2 separate regions of the Gossypium hirsutum genome follow, and region 2 is linked to region 1. A link is a contact called in public Hi-C data. All regions are on one chromosome and are shown on one strand. Each heading gives the region's core, a stretch centred on a gene start, on an enhancer-like site or on the middle of the called end of the contact. The rest is flanking DNA. Distances are from core to core; before and after follow the strand shown.

Region 1 (3,107 bases), core at 543-3,042:
AAACAATTTAGATGTGCCATGCATGCATCCAGGCCATGAGAACATGACATAAAAAGAAAGAAACAGAAACAAAAGACAGCTGTCATCATGGGTATGTAACATACAGATTACGGCAAGGTCATTGATGAATTAAAAGGCACTCTACTGTAGTATAGGCATGACTAACCTTTCCAACAGACATACAAGCAATGCAAAGCAGTCCACAGTAACTGAAAAGCAGCCAAATCAGGAAACCATATTTCTGACCTTCTTTTGGCAACTGCATATGTTTGCCATATTAACTCCAGTCCAGTGATAAGATAGCATTTACAAGAGAATGATCCTGACTACTGTGAAAGCATTAAACACTTACACAGTTCCTAGCACTAGTGAACCATAGAGTGCCAATTACAGTCCAGGCCCAAAGAAACGGATAAAGTAGCATAGACAGAATTGAAAGGACCACTATTCTTCCACAAAATCGAGCATACCTCTGCTGCCACCCAAAATCCCTAGAAGTAAATCAAGTCAAGCATAAGATAAGTACCTGTAAAGTAAAATGTTAGCTACTAACAGAATACTACCTTTTACAGAAGAAAGAGTTGCAGGTAAATACAACTAAGAATCAAACAGGACAAAGGTAGAAATAGATTTTTTAACTGTAATGGCTAATTGGCATTCTAGTATCTAAGTTGAGCAGCACGACAGCACGAGCATGAAATTGAAAAGCAACGGTTCAGACTTCATGATGAAAAACTCTTAAGCCCATGTTCAAACTCCGTTGCTTAAACTACTTAATAGCTACAAGTAAAAGACAAGTACTTACAAACCCATTCCAGCGGCAAGTCCATTATCTACAAACATCAAAAGACGAAAAATGAAGACAGTAGTGTAGTCAACCTGAAACATTAAGTTTCGAATTCATAAGAAACTTTTCCTGCATCAGAAAAATTCTGAAGGAACCAACTTTTCAATTCATACAAAATTCCCAAAACCAAAACGAATAAAAGAACACTCACCACGATCCATATATGCAACGGGTATGCACAATGATGATAACGCTTCCAATTGATAGCAACAATGATTCTAAAGGAAAAGAATTGTTAAAAGAACAAACAAGTACTTCTCAAACAAACACAAAAGAAGATAACAAAAGATTCATTTCCCATCCCCTTTACTCCAATTTTCCCAACAATCAAACTTTACCAAAACAAAAATAACTTTAAAAAAAGAAATCCATAGATGTACAGAACTAGCAAGAAAATCCTAAACCCAAATTAAAAATAATGAAAAATCAAAAGAGAAAAAGGATACACACTTGTAGCCAGCATAGACAAGAAGAACCCATCATACCTGCAAAAACCAAAAAACAAAAAGCAAATAATAAAATCCCAATTTTTATCTGCATAAATAAGAAAAATTAAAGAGATGAAAAACAAACCACTTGAAATCGACACCTCTGATTGCCATAGAGGAAAGAGTTTAAAGAAGTATAACAGAAAGAAAAAAAAAAGAGAAAAGAAAAGAAGGGGGCGGGAGCTTTAGAGAGTGTAAGAACAGCAAAACCCAAGAGATCTGATATTCATTTGGAAGAAAAAAAGAGAAAAGGAAACAAAAAAGAATGAAATTGAACAAGAATATATCCCTACTATGATTATCTTTGTTTATAGTTATTGATTCATTAAGCAGAAACTAATTTACGGGAATAATAAAGAAAAGAAAAAAAATAGGCACAGGTAAAGAGAGCGCAGTAGCATTTTGAGGACTTGTAAGTAAACGGAAGGGCAGACATTAATCAATCCGAGGTGGAAGGGAGGGCCTGGAATTTAATTAATTTTTAGTGATTAATTACACTTATAACAAATGTTTTTTTACAAAGTGTGGCTTTAAGAAAAAAAACAAAAACAAAATTGATTTAGACGGTGGGGAGTTGATGACACGTGTGATAGTGTGGTTACGTGCTTGAATTGAATTAGGATCGGTTAGATTAGGTATGACATTTTTAGCACAAAGAATCCTCCTCCTTGCTATGCTTTTATTTAAAAATTCAATTGAAAAATAAAATCAAAATATAAAAGAGTTAAATCATATTTTAGGGCTGGAACTTCACAACTTTTCCTATATTAGGATTTGATTTTTTTTTCTAAGTTAGGCTTTGAATTTTGTAATTATTCCTCCATTAAGGCTTAAATTTTTTTTTTCAAGTTAAGCCTTAAACTTTGGCAAATGTTCTCAAATTGGGACTTGAACTTCTTTTTAACTATGTAGTCCTTGAAAACCCTAAAATTCAAGTCCCAATATAAGAATAATTACTAAGTTTAGGTCTTAATGTGAGAATAATTACTAAACTCAGGGTTTAATTTAGACCAAAAAAAAGTTTAAGCTCCAATGTGAGAATAATTACTAAGTTCAAGACTTAACTTGGCCAAAAAAAAGTTCAAACCACAATGTGAAAAGAATTACTAACTTTAAGCCCCAAATAGTAATTTAACCCAATATAAAACTATAGCATTGGGATTCTTTCAAAGAAGGAAAAGACTAACATAGAATCAGATTTTCTTATACGAGAGGAAGTTTTTAAGATTGAATCTAAAATTTAAGGGAAATGATTTTTGTACAAAAAAAATATATTGGATAGAACTACAAAACCCAATTTTTGGGTATTATTGTGACCAAAATATCCTTGATTAGAATTTAAACTTTAAATTGATAAAAGGGAAATGATTTTTGTATAGAAAAATATTTTTGTATAGAAAAATATTGTACAAAATATATAGAACTTGCATTTCGAGTATTATTATGATTAGAATACGCTTAATTAGGATTTAAATTTAAATTAATAAAATACATCTCTCATCAAGATAGGTAATCATTGGTCATGTTTTTACGTGAAAACGAAGCAAGTTCTCCCACTAATTTATTCTCTTTCAAAGTGCAAAACACTTTTTTGCAGTTTAACCCTTCTCAAAGCATATATCTTTAACTAAGAAAGAAAATTTTCCTTTCCCAATTTCTTACCTTCATCCCCTCATCTTTCTCATCCCTCGTCCCTTCATCTTTCTTTATTTTTAAGGGGAAATTTTTGAAGTATTATTTTCAAAAAAGCAAATCTTCATTTAACTTTTATT
Region 2 (3,230 bases), core at 33-2,532, 410 kb before region 1:
GGCAGCTGCAAGATCAAGCTGGTCTTGTTGTGATGCAATTTCCTGCAAAACCCCCATAATTTGTTCATTATTAACAGTCTAAAACCCTGGTTGATTCAGTGATCACAGGAGAAAGATATTATCATGTGACAAGGATAATTTGTCTTTTGCTTTGTCCCTACTGAAAATTTCGAATCACCAATATTACCAGCAACAATTTTGCATTGGAGGATCTAGAAGACTAAAGGTTGTCCACAGAAATGCACTCGTAATCTAATCAACGGATAGAATTAAAAGACATAAATTATTTGTTGATAAATAGCAATTCCTGATAAGGATAATACTGCATATTCTTGTACTTACCTGTAACAATCTCTATGGTTTTAGAGGGAAAGAAAAGTGAGGGTAAGATAAGCCCTTTGATTTGACATTTTAGGATGGGAATTAAATTGGATACTTACTGAAATATTATGAGTACAAGTCCAAAGAAAATAATCCCTCCATTTAGTTTATATACAAAATAGCCCATAAAAGATTGAGAAGTCGTACGTATTGGATTTTCAATTTTCATATATAAATATATATATTTATATGCTGAATGAAAGATAAAAAAAGGTGTACTTAGTTAGGGTTCAACAAAGCTTGACACCTCCAATACGACACTTAAATGAAAATCTAAATGCAACAATCTTTTAAGTTGATGATTAGAAAGGTTGATCTTTAATCATTAGTGAGAGAATACATCAACTCCATGTACTCGCCAATAAATTATTTATTAACAATACATAAATATGCCCTTCGAATGACTCTAAGCTCTTCCATTACCACAACACATGACTGATGAAAAAGTAACATGTAAAATAAAAGAAAAAGTACCTTGGAGGGTTTGAAGTTGTGGTGAGGAATAAGAGAGGCAAGCTTAAAACACAAATTTTTCATGTCATTTCTGCGCTTCTTCTCGATGGCTTTCCTATCAGGTTTAGAATTCGACTGACCGCCACAGCTGTTCTTCTTCATCTCTTACCGCTCGAAGCAAAAGCAAGTATTCCCTTGGATATTATTGACTGACTGAAAAGAAAGAAAGAAAATTATAGCACTGATACAACATATTTTGGGGATAAAGGCTTTGAGGTCATAACGCGGAGCTAATATATATATATATAGTGATTAGCTATGACCTACCTACCTTTGGGTATTAATGCACAAGAAGAACAGGAGAAAGGAAACAACGCCGAAGAAGATCAGGTGAGAGCTTTGTTTTGTGGACGGCGGGAGACGAGTATATATATGTTGTGAAAGCAGCGAGGTCAGGTGCATTGGACCCGCCACCTTAAAAAAATTTAGTTCTGACCCGATTCAAAAAATGAGTTTAAAATTTTACTCGAATTTAATTTGGATAAAAATGTAAAAATTTGAATTCTGTCCGACCTACTCGTATTAAAATTTTTATATAAAAATAAATTTAAACAATATAATATATCAAATACACAAAATATTAAAATAAATATTTCTCAACATTCTATTTATTCTAAATATAAATTCGAAATTATAGATTTAGAATAAATAGAAATTTTTTATTTTATACCTATTTATATAGAATCAATCAAAAATCAATCTACCCGCGAGGATTAATTAAGAAAATGTGGTTTTGTTTATTTTATTCTTATCCAAGAAAAAAAAAGAGCGATTGGATCCGTTGAAATGCGCTTTAGTTTTCAGGGTTATACTCTGAGTGATCTCCCTGTGAGTGAGCTTCTGGGAAGGATTTTAACCAAGCAACTGGAAGCGACCAGTTCCAATCAACAAAGAATACAATAATTAGGAAAAAAACTATATTTTTATTTTTAGTTGTATTTGGATATTCTTTATTTTATTGTTTTAGTTTGCTTTAGTTTTAAGAATATTATTTTCATTTTTCTTAATTTAATAAATTTAATGAATATTTAAAATTAATAAAATAGAAAATTCGAAAATATAGGGCTATACGGACTCGAACCGTAGACCTTCTGAAAAAATAAAAAAATAAATTTAAATAACATTAATATAAATGCAACTGAATAAGTAAATACTTTTAAAATAGTAGCAAAATTAATAATAAAACAAGAGTTATACAATATCTAAACAATAATAATAAAATAATAGTAATATACAGCAGTAGATTTTTTTTGTAAATTTGGGTCGAGCTAAGACCAAAAAAGCTTACCAAATACTCAGTCTATTTAAAAAATGAGTTTTATTTATTTGTTCAAGTCCATTTTTTGAAGCTTATTTTTTTATCTTAATTCTTTCACTTTTCGGATGAACCTTCTAATTAAGTCGGGTGACCGGATAAATCTAGTGAGGACCCACTACGCAAATATACTCTTAATCAGCAGTTACGTGAAATAAACAAGTCTATTTCTATCGTAATAGGCGGCCTCGCTCTTAAGTTTTTAAGCTGAAGCTGACCATTTGACCGTTTGACTACCTCAATCCTTTTAACTGACCCTCGCGCTTTCGCCGCTCTTTCTTTGGTAACTATTCTATTTCGTTTTTGTTGTTACATCGTTTTTTCAACCCTCGGATTTTCTATCTCCATTTGTTTTTAGTTGATTCTGAGTTTAATATTATCTCATAAACTGTGAATGCGAACTTCATAGCACTAACATTTTGAAAATTAGATAATCTCTCGAGTAATAGTTTTAGGTAAACATAACTTTATAGTACTATTTTAATATTCAGCAAATGGGCCTCTCTAAAAAAATATTAGAACAATTTAATTTCTTTCAATTTTAAAAATGAGTAATTGAGGATAATTAATTACAGTATTAATGTTTGTCATCAATTTTATATAAATTTTGTCGGCATAATAATAAATTTAGTTCTCATAATTTATACATTCTATCAATTTAGTCATGATTTAACAAATTTAGCTCACAATATTTTTATAAATGTGTAAATACTAAGGCTAAATTTGTTAAATTTTTTTTAGAATGAAAGCCAACTTAACAAAATATGTAAACATCAAGAGTTAAATTTGTTATTATACCAATCAAAATTATGTATAATTGACGAAAGATACTAACGTTGTGGTTAATTGTCCTTAACTACTTACTTTCAAAATTAATAAGGATTAAATTACTTTAATTTTTTTAGTGGGACTAATTTATTCGATTTCATATTTGAGTGGGTTTAGAGAGGTTTTTTTACCTAGTTTTTATCAACTTAAATCAGAGTTATGATTAACTTACTCAAAATAGTTTTGTTATTTG

Evidence for each region. A called contact is a pair of places that touch in the nucleus more often than the background predicts.
Region 2: a contact with region 1 is called in a Hi-C map of leaf, with 2.7 times the contacts expected there. The contact joins the promoter of LOC107887184 here to the promoter of LOC107887187 in region 1. A contact is called at or near these places in 6 of 34 Hi-C or Micro-C datasets (callus and leaf).

Annotation. Positions count from the first base shown.
Region 1 is chrA03:53,262,283-53,265,389 of Gossypium_hirsutum_v2.1, reverse strand. LOC107887187 (E3 ubiquitin-protein ligase SIS3) reads right to left here and starts at 1,792. Exons shown (of 10, transcript XM_041093788.1): 1 at 1,421-1,792; 2 at 1,298-1,332; 3 at 999-1,065; 4 at 806-833; 5 at 353-491; 6 at 167-259. The coding sequence starts at 1,330.
Region 2 is chrA03:53,673,561-53,676,790 of Gossypium_hirsutum_v2.1, reverse strand. LOC107887184 (transcription factor bHLH162) reads right to left here and starts at 1,282. Exons shown (of 4, transcript XM_016811349.2): 1 at 1,166-1,282; 2 at 856-1,047; 3 at 1-42. The coding sequence starts at 996.